Linked DNA regions of Ovis aries: all the other regions are linked to region 1. A link is a contact called in public Hi-C data. All regions are on one chromosome and are shown on one strand. The core of a region is the stretch at or near the end of the contact, and the rest is flanking DNA. Distances in the headings are between cores, read along the strand shown.

Evidence for each region. Hi-C and Micro-C count contacts between places; a contact is called where the count stands out from the background.
Region 2: a contact with region 1 is called in a Hi-C map of tail adipose tissue, with 7 times the contacts expected there. The contact joins the enhancer-like site here to the promoter of RPS10 in region 1. A contact is called at or near these places in 12 of 16 Hi-C or Micro-C datasets (blood, hypothalamus, liver and 6 more).
Region 3: a contact with region 1 is called in a Hi-C map of tail adipose tissue, with 4 times the contacts expected there. The contact joins the promoter of LOC101119680 here to the promoter of RPS10 in region 1. A contact is called at or near these places in 11 of 16 Hi-C or Micro-C datasets (blood, hypothalamus, liver and 5 more).

What each region holds. Positions count from the first base shown.
Region 1 is chr20:8,629,284-8,631,887 of ARS-UI_Ramb_v3.0, reverse strand. RPS10 (ribosomal protein S10) reads left to right here and starts at 1,281. Exons shown (of 5, transcript XM_060403583.1): 1 at 1,281-1,321; 2 at 2,469-2,604. The coding sequence starts at 2,469.
Region 2 is chr20:8,427,041-8,429,644 of ARS-UI_Ramb_v3.0, reverse strand. No RefSeq gene overlaps it. Among named protein-coding and RNA genes, the nearest start is that of GRM4, 25 kb to the right of the region's middle. Within about 2 kb of position 1,289, at least 6 of the 54 cell types and tissues checked have an H3K27ac peak or open chromatin away from gene starts, as enhancers often do. A contact at or near this core is called in liver, where this site is marked.
Region 3 is chr20:8,477,539-8,480,142 of ARS-UI_Ramb_v3.0, reverse strand. It overlaps LOC101119680 (small ribosomal subunit protein mS33-like), which reads left to right and starts at 1,277. Exons shown (of 1, transcript XM_042237488.2): 1 at 1,277-2,604. The coding sequence starts at 1,380. The coding sequence ends at 1,700. It overlaps SMIM29 (small integral membrane protein 29), which reads left to right and starts at 1,277. Exons shown (of 5, transcript XM_060403585.1): 1 at 1,277-2,604.

The DNA.
Region 1 (2,604 bases), core at 32-2,531:
AAAATTAACTTTCAAATCTCAATCATTTTAGTTTTTATTGCTAGGAATTCTACGGTATTCTTTTCCAAATCTGCTTGACCAGTCCCTAGATTATGTTGTTCTTTGTCCAAATGTTCAAGATATTAAACAAAAAAATCTGTATACATGAATCTTATTTTTTTTTAAATTGTGATAAAATATACATAACATTGGAAAAGGAAATGACAACCCTTTCCAGTATTCTTGCCTGGGAAATCCCATGGGCAGAGGAGCCTGGCAGGCTAGAGTCCATGGGGTCGCAAATAGCTGGACTCTACTGAACTAGGCAACTAACACTTTTCTTTCACTTTTCTTTCACCAAAACGTTAATAGCGACTCACTGGTTGATGGAATTTTATTCTTTCATTATTGGTATGCGCTAACATTGTAACTCAACAATTACACCGCCAGGGCTTTGTCCTAAAGAGACGGTGACAAGTGTGCAGATAAGTGTGTGGCACCATTGGTTATAACACTGAAGGATTAATATATATACATATATATATCCCATCACAGAGTGTTGATTAAACCATCCATTAGTGGACTACCACCTAGTCATTAAAACTGTAGGTATTAATTACCTTGAAGAGAGATTCATGATATAGCTGTAAACGAAAAAAGCAAAAACAAAACAGGTTTCCACATATCATACCACAACATACGTACAAATCATCCCATTTTTATCAAAAAATACATTTCCTTTGACCCACGTTTGATCCCTGGGTCCGGAAAATGCCCTGGAGAAGGGAAGGACAACCCGCTCCAGCGTTCTTGCCTGGAGAGTCCCATGGACAGAGGAGGGGTCGCAAATAGCCAGACTCGACTGAGCTAGGCAACTCTAACACTTTTCTCTCAGTTTATACCAAAACGTTAACAGCGACTCATCGGTTGACGGAATTTTATTCTTCCATTATTGGTACTGCCGTCACTGTTATTTTGTAGGCAGAAGGTATCTCCTTTTCCCTGCTCAAAGAGCATATATTCCTTACATAATAATAAATTAAATTAACCGGCGGGAAACGGAGAAAATAAAGACGTAGCGTGTTTCTAAAGGACCCGACCAGGCACGAAGCTGATCATTTCTTGATAAGCACGCGGGCTCCCACTCCCGCGCTGCCTCAGGCCGGCCGGGGTTCGCGGCCGCAGGGGCCGCCGGGGCCGCCAGTCTCTCAGGCACCGCCGAGGCCGCCTCAGGCAGCTCGTGGGTCCTGACAAGGGGCGGGGCCCGGCAGCCCGGAAGAGGCCCCGCGCCGCGCACGCCCCTTCCTTTCCAGCGCCGGCCCCGGACACAGCAACCGTCGCGGTGAGTCCCTCCGGCGCCGCGGTGCCATCGGCCCCCATCCTGGCCCTGTCTCCGCCGCCGCCGTCGTGCCTCGCCGGGTTTAGGGTGGCGGGGGCCCTCTCCCGCTCCCCGCACGTCCATTTCCGAGCAGGCAGCGCCCAGAAGCTCATTTCTTGCGGGGGGGGGGGAAGTAGTGGGGCCCTGGCAGGCGAAGATTGGTGTCCGGATGGAGGAGGGGAAGATGAAGCCCTAGCGTGGCGGGGACCGTCCGGGCGAGACGGGAGACTGCGTGTCTTCCGCACGCTTTTTTCTTTTTTTCGGGGTAGAACCCTCACTCCGGGCTGCCTCCCTGCTCGGCCATGGATCTCAGGTTTAGGAGTAGAGGGGTGGGCTGTGAGGGCCTCAGCCTTTTGCTTTGGGGGTCAGAGGCCCGTCACGGATCGACAGGCTTTCTTCTGGCCCCTTCTCGCTCGCCAGAAGGCACCGCCGCGCGTGCCGCATTAGGTACAGTTGCTGATGCGCCCCAAACACTCCCAAGGGTGTAGGGCCTGAGGGGCTTCCCTGACAGCTTAGTTGGTAAAGAATCCGCCTGCAATGCAGGAGACCCCGGTTCGATGCCAGGGTCGGGAAGATACGCTGGAGAAGGGATAGGTTACCCACTCCAGTATTCTTGGGCTTCCCTGGTGGCTCAGCTGGCAAAGGTTCCGCCTGCAATGCAGGAGACCTGGGTTGGGAAGATCCCCTGGAGAAGGGAAAGGCTACCGACTCCAGTATTTGGCCTGCAGAATTCCATGGACTCTGAAAGAGTCAGACAGGACTGAGTGACTTTCACTATAAGGGTCTGACTCCCGCCCCGTTTATACTGCGTTGTGAGAGTGAAAATCAGGGGCAGGAATGTCCCCCTAGCCCCACCCTCGTTTTATCTTAAAGTCCTGACAACTTCTTAATCCTGTTTTTGAGGGTGGAGGAGGGAACTAGTAACTGTTGGGCTTAAATGTGCAGGAGTTTAAATTCCTGTTTTCCTGCATGTTTTTTGGAATGTTTGAGACTTCTACCCGTTGGATAGTGACTCGTGTGTGTGCGTTCAGTCTTTGGGGGTGATGAACTGGGTTATGGCCTCTGGCCACAGTGCTCAGAAGTATTCTTGCTTATTTCTTTCTTCTTGCAGATGTTGATGCCCAAGAAGAACCGGATTGCCATTTATGAACTCCTTTTTAAGGAGGGGGTGATGGTGGCCAAGAAGGATGTCCACATGCCCAAGCACCCGGAGCTGGCAGACAAGAATGTGCCCAATCTTCACGTCA
Region 2 (2,604 bases), core at 40-2,539, 200 kb after region 1:
AACCTGTCTGCTCTGTGTGGTGGTCGCTGCTCTGCTCGCGCTTTGCACCCCAGCTCCCAGCAGAGTACCCGGCACCTACTAGGTCCACAGTACGTATCTGTTGAATAAGTGCAGGTGAAAAACTTGGCACACAGTATGCACTCACTAAAGGAGCTGTCATCACTGTTATCTGCAGCATGTTCATAGTCTGAAATGTAAGGAACATTGGAATGCCTCCACATTTAAATCGGCAAAATGCTGCCTAAATTTTGAAGCATGAATTTTTATCTTTCCCAAAGATCATTCCTGAAGGTTGGCAGTCCCATCTCATTCATCTCTGGGGTCCCTTGAACCCCAGTAGAGGACCTGGCACAAAACAGGGGCCAGTAAATATTCAATAACCAGAGTTTACTGAGCATGTACCCATCAGGAGTACATGGTTCCTCCAGGGTGTGTATGAGCACATTCATTTTACAGATGAGGAAAGTGAAATCCAGAAAGACTTGATGACTTGCCCAAGATAGATCACAGAACCAGTCAGTGCAGACAGCTTTTTAGTTTTTTTTGGTCTGCCCCAGGGCATGGCATGTTACTGAGGATATCCCTCTTGGGATTTCAGTTCCCAAATCAGAGATAGAACCCAAGTCCCCTGCATTGAAATTGGGGAGTCTTAAACACTGGACCACCAGGGAAGCCCTCAGATGAGCTTTAATCCAGGTCTGCAGGGGTTCCAAAGCCCCTCAGATCTTTCCAGGACTCCAAGCTGCTCCCCTACATTGGGTGTTGGGGAGATGACTCCAGTTCAGGGTGGGACTGAGTGAGGGTGGGGAGGCTGTCCTTGGGCCCGTTTCCTTAGGCTGGGGGAACCTGGGCTTCGGGTTAGGCACGTGTCAGGCTCCTAGACTGATGCAGCGTGGTCAGCACCTGTGCACTTGCATGGGGTTGAAGCGCCCAGGTGTGGAGGGGAGGCCTGGGGTTGGGGGTGGCAGCCATGAGTTCCAGGGCAGGCAAGCTCCCACCACCAAGAGCCGTTCAGCCTGCAAGGCAGGGAATGTCTCCAAGCTGTGAATGCCTGGTGAGGAGAGCATCCTCATGGGGATGAGAACCAGTGACTCGGGCTGGCCCAGGGCTGGGCCCCGGCAAGCTGGGCACAGGAGGTGCTCTGCCGAAGGCAACGTTTTCTATTCCTCCTTCAAGTTCTCTTCCCAGCCACTCCCTCTTACAATCCAGGAGGAGCACGGTTCACTGCGGGGGGCCTTGCAGGGAGGGGGCGCTGCACACCCGACAGGGCACCTCCAGGACCCGGATGATGCTACCGCGGTCCAGCCTCCAGGTCGCGCTGGAGGCAAGCGCTCCCGAGGCTCCTTGCAGAAGGATGTCCCGGCGGCCACACCGCTGCGCTGATCGCTCCCCGGGCAGCCGCCCTGTGAACGAGGCCCCCGCGCAGGCAGAGGCCTGAGCGGGGACGGGCCTGCGGCCGCGGGCGGCTGGAGAGAGGAGGACGGATCGGGGACCCGGGTGGTCTGGGTCTGGGTGTCTCGGGCGATGTCCCGGCGCCGCCACGTGGCTGTGCCTGGCCTTGCCGCGCCTGCTCCGAATGGGGCGGCCAGCGAAGGCCCAGGGGCTTGTGCCTGGGCCAGTTTGGACCCTTGGGCTGTGACGGTGCGACTAACCTCCCGCCCCTGTACCTGTCTTTGGAGGGAAAACCAAGGCTTGAGGGATCCTGAGGCCTAGGGCAGCGGGAAAGGCGGGGAAGGACGTGCCGAGAGGGGCCAGTCCAGGGAGGTGGGGATGAGGGTGGGGACCTTTCCCGAAGCTCAGGAGGAGAAAACCCCTCCAGTCTCCACACCGCGGCTTTCTTTACGCCGCCTTTCCAGATGTTCACCCGTGGTCAGAAGTGCCGATAGCATCATCCCCTCTCTCCTGATTATTGAGGACAGATGACGCCAGCTGACGGTCGGGGGGAACCTGGAACCTGAGTGCCCGTCGCAGAGAGGAGCTTCTCGGGCCAGACCTGCTCATCCTGGGGCCTCTGGCTTCCCCGCAGCTCACCCGTGAGCCGTGCAGTGTCTGTCTTTCGCCTTGAGACCCCTCCGGCCGGCAACCAAGTGCAGCAGACAGGGGCATGGGGAACTCTGGGCCCCTCGGGATTCCCCAGGAGGCCCCAGGAGCCTCACCAGCAGTGTCCAAGGCCCCGCTGGTCCCTGTTGGAGGGAGAGGACTGTCTGGGCATGGCCCTGAGAGGGGTCACACAGCCAAGAGGTGGCAGAACTATCGCTGGAACACAGGTCTTCTGGATCTGAATACCACATCCCCAGATCCACCCTGGGTGATGGGAGGGGCGGCCATGGGGGATGTGGCTCCAATAAGAATATGTGGAGGGCAGGGAGGGGGGAGGTGGCAAGGAGTAGGTCTCTCAGCAGGAACCCAGGAGCAGGTGACCTCCAGGGATCCAGGCTGTGCCAGCAAGGCCTATGGGCAGGTGGGGGCGGGGCGTGGGGGTGGCGGCGGCCACGGGACACTTCGCTGGGGAGGGGTGGGGAGGGGTGCATCAGGGAGAGGGAGGTCCAGGCAGGGATGCAGACAGTCACCTCCCAGCACTGTCCCCCTCCCTGGCATCACTGC
Region 3 (2,604 bases), core at 28-2,527, 150 kb after region 1:
TTTAGATCATACCTGAATGGTCTAGTGATTTTCCCTACTGTCTTCAATTTAAGTCTGAATTTGGCAATAAGGAGCTCATGATCTGAGCCACAGTCATGTCCCGGTCTAGTTTTTGCTGACTGTATAGGACATTCTTTCCGTTATTGAAATTAAGGTACTGAAGTCTCCAACTGTTAGTGTAGAGCTGTCTGTTTCTCCCTTCAGTTCTGTCAATGTTTGCTTCATTTATCTTGGGACTCTGTTGTTGGTGTATGCGTGCATGCTAAGTTGCCTCAGTCGTGTCTGACTCTCTCCAAACCTGTGGACTATAGCCCACCAGGCTCCTCTGTCCATGGGATTCTCCAGGCAAGAATGCTGGAGTGGGTTGCCATGCCCTCCTCCAGGAGATCTTCCTGACACAGGAATCGAACCCGTGTCTCTTATGTCTCCTGCACTGGCAGGCACGTTCTTTACCACTGGTGTCACCTGGGGAGCCCTGTTCACTGCATACATAACTGTTAAAGCTTCTTCATAGATTGACCTTGGTATCAATATAAAATGTCCTCCTTTGTCTCTAGTAACAGTTTTTGATGTAAAATCTATTTTGTGATATGAGTATAGCTACCCTAGGTCTCTTTTGATTATTCTTTACATAGAATATCTTTCCATTCTTTCACTTTCAACTTATTTGTGTCTCTGGGTCTAAAGTAAGTCTCTTGACAGCAGCATATACTTGGATCCTTCCCCACCTCTTTTCATTCCAATCCCAAAGAAAGGCAATGCCAAAGAATGTTCAAACTACCGCACAATTGTACTCATTTCACATGCTAGCAAATTAATGCTCAAAATTCTCCAAACCAGGCTTCAACAGTACATGAACTGAGAAATTCCAGATGTTCAAGCTGGATTTAGAAAAGGCAGAGGAACCAGAGATCAAATTGCCACCATCTGTTGGATCATAGAAAAAGCAAGAGAATTCCAGAAAAAACATCTTTTGCTTCATTGACTGCACCAAAGCCTTTGACTATGTGGATCACAACAAACTGGGAAATCCTTCAAGAGATGGAGCATACCAGACCACCTGACCTGCATCCTGAGAAATCTGTATGCAGGGCAAGAAGCAACAGTTAGAACTGGATATGGGACAATAAGTTGATTCCAAATAGGGAAAGGAGTACTTCAAGGCTGTATATTGTCACCCTGCTTATATAACTTACCTGCAGAGTACATCATGCGAAATGCCAGATTGGATGAAACACAAGTTGGAATCAAGATTGCAGGGAGGGGAAAAGGGCTCACAGGAGAGAAGGTCACAAGTAGATACAGTTGAAAGTTTCCGTAAAGGGACACATGAGGATCCTGAAAAGTCCTAAGGCCTCTTATTCCTTGCTGCTCAAGAAATGTCTTCACTTTCAGAATATGCCTTGCGCGTGAATCGTCTGAGTGCCCGGCTATTTGGTGAGGTTGCCAGGCCTGCTGATTCCAAATCCATGAAAGTGGTGAAGCTGTTCAGTGAGCAGCCTTTGGCCAAGAGGAAGGAGACTTATGACTGGTATCCAAATCACAACACTTACTTTGCACTCATGGGGATGCTACGTTTTCTTGGCCTCTACAGAGACGAACATCAGGACTTCAAGGATGAGCAGCTGCGTCTAAAGAAACTTCGTGGAAAGGAGAAGCCAAGGAAAGGAGAAGGGAAAAGAGCAGCGAAAAAGAAATAGTGCTGGTCCATCAGGGGAGGACTTCTCTCTCAGCAGCTGAAAGTAGGAGGAAGTGTATTTACAGTCTGTCCACATCCTGGAGGAGTGTCAGCTTCCCAGGTTGAAGACTGTTTGGAGGAACACCATCATCTCTGCGTTGAAATCTAACCCAGTTGAATTGTGACTGGTTTCATTGTAATTCTGCAAAATTATCTGCCTTGGTTCTGTAATCTGAGGTTTACCTTATTCCCCAAAGAAATGGAATGCATGACAAAAAAAAAAAAAAGATTGCAGGGAGAAATATCAATTACCTCAGATATGCGAATGACAACACCCTTATGGCAGAAAGTGAAGAGGAACTAAAGAGCCTCTTGACGAAAGTGAGAGAGTGAAAAATTTGGCTTAAAGCTCAACATTCAGAAAACTAAGATCATGGCATCAGGTCCATTCCTTCATGGCAAATAGATGGGGAAACAATGGAAACAGTGACAGGCTTTATCTTCTTGGGCTCCAGAATCACTGTAGATGGTGACTGCAGCCATGATATTAAAAGACGCTTGCTCCTTGGAAGAAAAGTTATGACCAACCTAGACAGCTTATGAAAAAAGCAGAGACGTTACTCTGCTGACCATGTTTCATATAGTCAAAGCGATGTTTTTTCCCAGTAGTATGTATGGATGTGAGATTGGGACCATGAGGAAAGCTGAGCACCAAAGAACTGATACTTTTGAACTGTGGTGTTGAAGAAGACTCTTGAGAGTCCCTTGGACTGCGAGGAGATCCAACCAGTCCATCCTACAGGAACTCAATCCTGAATAGTCATTGGAAGGACTGATGCTGAAGCTGAAGCTCCAATACTTTGGCCACCTGATGCCACAGACTTATTGGGAAAGACCCTGATGCTGGGATAGATTGAGAAGGCAGG